Regions from separate parts of the Danio rerio genome. Here region 1 is linked to region 2. The links are chromatin contacts, called in public HiChIP or PLAC-seq maps. All regions are on one chromosome and are shown on one strand. The core of a region is the stretch at or near the end of the contact, and the rest is flanking DNA. Distances in the headings are between cores, read along the strand shown. Region 1 holds the start of myofl (myoferlin like). Region 2 holds the start of unc5b (unc-5 netrin receptor B).

Evidence for each region. HiChIP or PLAC-seq counts read pairs in DNA pulled down with a chosen protein or histone mark.
Region 1: a contact with region 2 is called in an H3K4me3 HiChIP or PLAC-seq map of gastrula embryo, with 3 times the contacts expected there. The contact joins the promoter of myofl here to the promoter of unc5b in region 2. A contact is called at or near these places in 2 of 4 datasets of contacts at active chromatin or transcription factors (embryo and gastrula embryo).

The regions. Positions count from the first base shown.
Region 1 is chr13:32,625,350-32,629,965 of GRCz12tu, reverse strand. It overlaps myofl (myoferlin like), which reads right to left and starts at 3,014. Exons shown (of 53, transcript XM_682373.11): 1 at 2,816-3,014; 2 at 2,210-2,265; 3 at 2,030-2,121. The coding sequence starts at 2,903.
Region 2 is chr13:32,515,239-32,519,634 of GRCz12tu, reverse strand. It overlaps unc5b (unc-5 netrin receptor B), which reads right to left and starts at 2,929. Exons shown (of 17, transcript NM_001111149.1): 1 at 2,593-2,929. The coding sequence starts at 2,680.

The DNA of each region.
Region 1 (4,616 bases), core at 1,765-4,264, 110 kb before region 2:
GGGGAATTGGACTGGAACTATCTGTTTTAGAATTTGGGATAATTACCAGAAGATTGTACTAGACATGTGCCAGAATACTCGCTAGCTGGGTTTCCATCCCTCTGCACATTTTGAAATGAGAACTGAGGGGAAACACCACATTTCAAATAAAAATCACTTCATTTATAACAAAAAAAGTTTTTATGTTTGCTATAGCTGGTTTTGGACTTGTTAAAAAAAATCATGTAAAATGTAAATAATGTGAGATGCAAACGCATTTGTTAAATAAACTATGATGCATCGAATATTCCACTGATGTGACTAATCAGCTGTCTCTGTATGCTTGCCTTGTTTACTGCTGGTTACTAGGTTACATATACTACAGTCAGCCACTCTTGATGGAAAAGATTTGCTTCATGAAGAATGGAAACCTGGCTAATAATACAATAAATCATAATACTTCACAATACCATGAAATATTCAGTCATAGAATATTTTTTTCTAATTATTTTAGAGACTTTGTTTAGTGGAGGATTTTTATAAGACTGGATGTATCCCATACTGGAATGTTTTAATCTTGTGTATCATTTTGCATGCAAAATATGTTGGTCATACAAAGTGAACTTAACAGAACTTCTGGTATACGACTGTCTGTTTCAGAACACATCACTATATTACAAAAATGTACTTTAATTTTGTCTGACACAGAATTAATACAAAACCTAAGTAGGTTTGTTTGTAATAAGACGATTTTTTAAAATGTGGTAAACTCAGTTCAAGGTAGTGTGTGTGTCTCAGAAACACCTACTGTCCATGGAAAAAGTGTACATAGTAGATGTACAGTAAGGATGAGAAAAATGCATAAGTGTAAATAATAGTTCACACTCCTTTGCTTATTGCATGACAGAAATACTTTGCAGGGCTTTTGGCATGAACTTCTCTGTTCTGGAACACACTCTGGAATATTTAAACCCTCTCTGTAAATATATTTAATACCAAATTTACCAATTTTTTTTTTTTTATCTGTCTTTTTTTCTTCACAAAAATATCTTCTGGCATTTCCTTTGTCAAACAGTCGCTGTGGTCTTCTGAGAAGGACTCAATGCAGACACAGAAAACAACTCCAAATAAGATAGCAAACTGCACATGATTTACCTATGAGTCATTACAATCATTACAATCTCTCTAACATGATACTTCCTGAATTTCCTCCAAATAAAGTTCTTCTACAAAAGCTATTAAAAAACTCCAAATAAGGCCAAAGGCAAGCTTGAAAAGCCCATTTCATCATTTCCAAATCCCTGCAAAAAACTGATGATTCAAATAATGTCAACATCAAAATTGAACAAGTTTTTGCAAGCTTACAGTACTTTTCTATTGTTATGATACTCTTTACTCTGCATGTGGCAACAGAGAACACAAACTAAATCCAGTATGTGCAGATGGTGGAGGAAGCCAAGGAGACGTCGTCTGTGTGACTCATGGAAAGTTCATTATCATGGCAGACTTTGCAGTAAAACTTGCCACATGGAAGAAAAACTGCCTTTTGAACCAAACCAAATGTTCACTAGTTTGAAGACCCAGCTTGAGTTGACTATGAGTCTCTCACACAAAAAGCTTGTTAAAAGGCTGATCGAAGGTGCAACTTTGAACCGCCAGGAGTCTCTCCAACACAACACTACAAGTTTAGACAAAGTACTTGGGTGTGGTACTGAGGTTTTAAAGAGTTTCATGCCAAGCTAGTACTTTTAACTAACCTAGAAAGACAATTGCTAATGTTGTGCTACCAAAATGTATATTTTTTTTTGTCTCATGCTTCTAAAGACTTCCTTAGGTGTATCCTTTACACTGCAGTGATTTACAGTACCGCCACATTATGTACATAAGCATGTGTGAAGTGATTTGCAAAGGTAAACCCACCACACCCACCCACTCAGCAAATGTAGAATACCATCTACGCCACACCATCGTCATACAGCAATTAAAATACTACACTTTAAATGAATCCAATAAGGCTCATACAGTGAAGCAGTGGTAGATGCAAACTTACTTGTCTTTTCCAATGGTTTCATAGTCTTTCACAACCACTTCAATGAATGACGAGGAATCCAAAGGGGACCCCTTTAAATCAAACTCAATTATCTGAAATGAAAATATCAAGTCTTGGTTGGCCACATTTAAGACACATTGATTTAAACAGCATCATTTTGGTATCCAATATAAAACTGACCTCATTCCAAACAGGGTTTAATTCCTTGTCAATTGCTTTTGTTTTCTTTTTTTCACCTGAAAGTTAAACAAAAATCTTCTACTCTTATGACCAATAAAGAAACAATCATGACATTAACATAATCAACACAGCATAATGTTATTATCTTGAATTGTACAATTATTTTAGTTTAAAAACGAGGATTACAAAGTATCCATGTGCTTCATGCAGTAAAACATGTACTATGTATTAGTAAGACTGTAACACATCACATCATTTAAGGGTCCCATGAAATATATATTTCAACAACTGCATATTTTCACTTTTTTATAGTGTAGGGGAGGGACAAGTTTTCTTTTTAACGATGGCCCATTCCAATCCCTTATAAGGACATTTGGTGTTCTTTTCCATAAACAATCATTGATACAAATCTGAGAAACAAAAACTAAGGATAAAATGTTAAGCAGCTTTAGAAAAAGTCATGTGTATATTCTGTAAAAAGACATCAAACTCCGCTTAACTTTTCAGTTATGCACATTAACAATAATGAAAATTATAAAGGTATAAGGTAAATAAAAAAATAAAAAAACTTGTAACAAAACCTCTAATGGAAAATCGCTGACTTACCCCTAAAGATGATTCCTGCTATAGGATCTGGAACTCCAATAGTTTTTTTAGGAATTCCTTTGGCGGATTCAACAACCACCCTCAACATGTTGCCAAATGTTACGAATTAAGGTTGCACAGAAGACATCGACTCAACAGATTCTCTTCACGAAGAGTAGAAACATTTGCTGACCATCAGAGGAGGAAGCGCCAGTCAGACAAATGAGACGAGCTGATGAGAGGAGGGACCTCTGCGCTGCAACATCGTAGCAATTTATTCCCTTTTATAATTAATAATTTTAGACTAATGTAATTGTATGTGGCGGTTTAGAACAAATATAGGGAATATAGTTGTAACAATAGTTTTACAGGCTTTTTTCACTGAGGAGATTATAACTTTCAATTCAAGGTGCGCCTCGAAAGGTGATCAACACGTGTACCGTAAACTATATTGAAAAATATATATATTAACTGTAAGGGTGATCCAGGTTTAGAAGTGTGAAGTGTAGACAACAGTTCATACTGCACAGAATTCATTCCGCCATTAACTTTATAAGTTTTATTTAAACACAACAAACAACAAGTCACCTGTACCTGTACTCGGGCTCCACCGTGTGGCGAGATATTTTATTCGTCTAATTGCGTTTATCAAAAGGACTTTATAAAGTGGAGAGGAAAAAAACACTTCTTAACTGTTTTAGTAATATAATATAGTTTTGGTACAACAGCTGTTTAATAGTCAAGGTCTTTTACTTTATTACTCAAAATTTCTTTCCAAATACCAGACACCTGTAACTCCAAAAGAACTTGCGGTGGTCGTGGGAGCCATTCGATCTGGCTTTTCAAGAGTTCACACTTAGCTGATGACTGATTATAAGCCAGTTTGGCATGCTGTCCCGGGAGAGAGCCCTGAGCTCAAAAGGTCCTTGAGCCCTGGGCTCCCTCCCGTTTGCAGGGCGAGAGGGGAGCCTTGAGCTCAGGTAGATCTCGACAACTCCCTGCTTGATAGAAGCTGATAACTAAAATGAATACTATGAAGAGATATGCTGCAGGATGAGAGTTTGATTGTAGTGCTAAATTTAGATTGATCAATTCACTTGTGCATGTTTTTGGAATGTGGTAGGAAACCGGAGGACCCGGGGAAAACCCACGCGAGCACAGGAAGAACATGCAAACTACACACAGAAACAACCGCCAGCCTGTTAAAGGACTAGAACCGGTGACGTTCTTGCTGTGAGGCATCAGTGCTAACCATTGGGCCACCGTGCCACCCTATGGAAGGAAAGGTGAAGAGGTAGGGGTGGAAGGGGGGACTCTTCAAAACAAAGATGACTGTGGTGAAAAAACCCTGGCTCTTTATAGTGGGCTAGGAATGGCCTGATTGGTGGATCATACATGCTAATGCAGAACCAGCCGTCTTCAATCATAATCACGTGATCCTCTCAAAATTAGTTCATGAATAAACTTCATATATATACTTCTGAGGAATTGTAACTGTTCCCCAACAGTTACAGCATCTGCCCTTAATCCACGTGACACTCTTGTCAGTCAAATGTGTTTTTTGGAATATAGGAACAAAAAATCCCAAAATAAGATTACTATTTCTTAAGAATCTAACTTCTACTCCATACCGTATCTTCTTTTGGAAAAAAAACTTTAGAATAATTTTAACTAGGAGAAAATCTGGTCACTGGTTTAAACTGATCCACAGACGTTATCCTATCAAGAAATGTCTATAAATGTTTAGAGTTGACACTGACTTGAGTTGTTCTTTTTGTGTGAATGCTGGTGAAACAGTGTGCTTTTGTTTTGGTCATGTCAT
Region 2 (4,396 bases), core at 1,680-4,179:
TGGTCTATTTTGGTAAAAAGCTTGAATACACACAAAAGCAACTAAACATTTCCAATAATATTGGTGAGCTTTACAAAAATTCCCTAAACATATTCAATTGCAAGACATGCCTTCTTCAGATTATGAGGCAAATTTTCACAAATGTATATTATAATAATTTCAAGTAAATTGTTACAGGAAATTAGTTATGAAATGAAGTTCAAGAAAATAAAAAAATCTCAAAGGCAATGAAGAACAAAAAAAACTTTGTAATAAACTTTTGAACTTTGTAAAGAACTTTGTAATAAACAGTTGATAAGTCTCATAAAATTAATTCATTCATTCGCCTTTGACTTAGTTTCTTTATTCATCAGGGGTCACAGCAGCGGAATGAACCATCAACTTATCCAGCATATGATTTACTTCCAGCTGCAACCCAATACTGGGAAACACCCATAGACATTTACTCACTCTTACACTTCGACCAATGTAGTTTATTCAATTCACCTACACCATATGTCTTTGGACTGTGGGGGAAACTGGAGCACCCAATGGAATTCCATGCGAACATGGGGAAAACATGCAAACTCTACACAGAAATGACCTCTGGCCCAGCCACGAACAAGCAACCTTCTTGCTGTGGGGCAACAGTGCTAACCACTGAGCCACCATGTCACCTAGTCCCATACATACCAAGTTAAAATCACATTTTCATCTAAATTTAAACTTTTAAAAGAACAGTTCGCCAAAAACGGAAAATTTTGTCATCATTTACAAAACGCCTTTGACTTTTGTACCTTCTGTTAAACACAAAGGAAGATATTTTGAAAAATGTTGGAAACCTGTAACCTTTTACTTCCATAGTATTTGTTTTTCATACTATATATGTCAATTATTACAGATTTTCAGGCTTCTTTAAAATATCTTTTTTTTTTTTTTTTTTTTTTCAACAGAGAAAAGAAAGTCATAAAGGTTTGAAAGCACACTGGTGAGGATAAATGGTGAACTCATTTTCATTTTTGGTAAAACTATCCCCTTTAAATTACTTTTAGGCAACTGCTAAATGTCCCAGATGCATCTATATAAAACTGTTGGGTTTTTTCTATAATAGACTCTTCTGTGAGTAGTTTATTATAAGAAAGGACACTTAAACTACAATACACACCCGTTTCCATGTCTGAAGTTAAATCATCCTGTCCCTTTTCTTTCCAATTTCTCTTTCCCATTGGAAAACCAATCTACTAAACCCTTCAAATGTGCACTTCTGTGTCAATCTGATTACATATGTGGCCATAGTGCAGAGAGGGAGAGAGATTTCTTTCCCGCTTCATTGCTTCCCGTCACTTCTAAGGTCAGACAGAAGGTAAGCTAGCCTTCATGCAGAAACAATAACACATCACAACATGATCTGCTCGTGAATATTTCTCCTCTGTATGGGAAATAATATCTTGAACTTGTCAGATGTGTCAGCAAATGGTTTGGTTATTTTATTAGATCGTTTTCAGTATGATTTTCTGATGAACCTGCAGTGCAGCCGTTGCTGACAATGTAATTTTGTTACATCCAAACTATTCTAAAGTCATTGGGAAGAATCAACTTTTAAACTTTGTTTGAAAAAATAAACTACTTTTGCATTAAATTCTTTATTCCCCACTTTTAAAAAGACAAAGAAACTTCTACCAGCTCCTAATCAAGTTCATGTGCTAAACGTAACCCTAAGCTACATCAATCAGAAAAGCAAAATAACAGACAGGAATGGATTTTTAAGCTGCACACTATAATTCAGAATTCACTATCTCTGCTTTCCCTCAGATGTTGTTTCCCTTTTTTACTAGGTTTATTTTTTCTGTCTTTCAGGAGCCAGGAAGGCATTGAGCTAAACCTTAATTACTCCAAGAACACCAGGGGTTCTGCTTTTTATCCGCTGCTTGGAAGCTCAGCACGGCAAGCAGAAAGAGAGGAGATCAACAGAATATTTCCTCTCTGAAGGGAGAGAGAGATGAGTGCACATGCAGCAGTCACATCCCTTCATCAGATTCTTAGTTATTATTACCTATTACACTGCCTTACAACTCTAGATAGATAGATAGATAGATAGATAGATAGATAGATAGATAGATAGATAGATAGATAGATAGATAGATAGATAGATAGATAGATAGATAGATAGATAGATAGATAGACTCTATATGAGTTTAATATTTAAAATGAACAGTGCCACCTGTTATAATTCAAAGATAATGCATAAAGACATTTAGCAAAGTGGATCAACAAAAGCCATTACTGAATGGATTTTTCCTCCATGATTCTCGTGGAAGGTTGTAGCAGGCTTTTATGGAATATTATAAAGAATTAGGTCTAAAAAGCATACTGTAAGCGACCTATGAGTCATCTGCTTATTTCTGAAGAGAATCAAAAGGCATCATTTATTCTCAATAGTCGACCAATATCCTGAGTGACGACCTTATTATCTCCAAACTTATCTGTGTTTTTGGGTGTGTGTGTGAGTGAAGGCTACGTGAGTTGATAACGCACTTCTGTTTTCCCGTACGTTTCATTCTGAAAGTATAAGGAAGTGTTTAATATTAAGCGTTACATTTAACCGGCTCGTACCTGCATGTATTACTAAGGTTGAGCTGAGTAGAAGTAAACCGAGCAGGGAGGCGGGAGACTGGTCGCGGTGTATCCACGTTGAGAGCATCTTCACCCGGTCACGCTACTGCCAAACGCCCCCCAGGTGCTCTCGCTCCAGTCGGCTGAAGCCTCGCTGAATCCTCCGTGAAGGATACTTCAAATAGTGTGAAATATGGAGACGGGTTCCTCCTCGAACTTTACAAACTTATAAAAACAGGCTGCACCGTGGTGGTTTTTAATAGAAACCTGGTCCAGAACTTTCCCCAAAATGTGTAAAAGCTACAGTTTCACCAAATGTTCGCTCAGGCACATCGCAGACCCCGTCCGTAGTGAAACGCATCAACCAGCGTAAAGTTCATCTCACTTACAACTCCACTGAAACAAAGAACGCGTTTCTCTCTGAAAACAGTGGATAAAGCGAAAACAAAAGTACTTGGCAGCTTTTATTCCTGTAGCGGCGAGAAGAAAAAGTTGTCCGTAAGCGTTAAGCATAATGCCATCGTTGTGAGATGTCCGCTGCTATCTGTGGAGCGCCATAGTCCTGACGCTGCCGCTCGTCTGGATCTCGAGAACTGAGTGTAAACACACGGACACGGGTATGAAGCGCGAGCCTCCAGACTCTCATCTCCCATCAGCCAATCATCAACCTTCACTGAGCCACACTGAGCGCTGGAGAACAGGGACGCCAATAGAGATGTGAATGGAAACACAGAAATCCCGGAGGCGGATTAAGGGATTCGGGGAAAGGACAAACATTCATATTTTTTTCTTAAAATAATAATTATTATAGCAAAACAGAAATTATGGAGTAATTTAAATAGGCATATTGGTTTATTAATGTAGTGTGAGCTGCAGTACTTTGGCATTTATATATAAATATTATCATTAGACTTTTAAATTATTATTGTTACTATTATTATTATTATTATTATTATTATTATAAATTATTATTATAATTATTTATTTACAAAAGAAAACGTATTTAGAAAGCAATATAAAGGATTCTGGTGAGAATTAGCTACATTCTTTTGACCTTTAGCATGTAATTATGTCTTTAATACAGATCTACTGTAATTATGATTAATTAAGGGTGGTTTGATAATGACGGATGATTATGATGTGTTAATGTTAGTTTCAGGATTAGTGTTAGTAACACTATCACAATTCACAGTCATGCCTCCCAGCATATTTTAGTCAGGTTCAGTGCATTAATGAACTTCTTGTTGAGACCACCACAAGAGGGCGACAGTTCATACATGTGCTTTCCGAGTCCATTCAGAAGTTGAATACAGGCTGATTGTCCATTGTGTCCACTTTGTTTCATTTTGTTATCCTTACAGAAGACTGCGGTCAGAGCTGTCTGGTTTTGGTTGTGTAAGCAGGAACTAAAATCTAGACAGGTTATTCAAACTGCTGTCCAGGATCGGAAGCAGAATCGTTTGAACTGCAATTACTATGCAGGGCCATCTTGGAGTCTGGCAAGGGCAGCAGTTCCTGATCTGCAGGTATTTCTAAAGCAGATAGCTAAAAATGCACCGCAAACAACAATTTAAATTTTCAAGAGAAAGTAAATGTTTTTCGTTTTTAAAAAGATTGTTGGGAACTTACAACTTTTGATTGTTTGTTTATTTATGTATGTATTTATTTATTTATTTAATTTTATTTTTCTTCAGGTTCAATGTTAAATTCCTGAAATATGTATGTACATATGCATGCGTATGTAAAAAATGTAAAACAAACAATCAACTAACTAACTAACTAACTAACTAACTAACTAACTAAC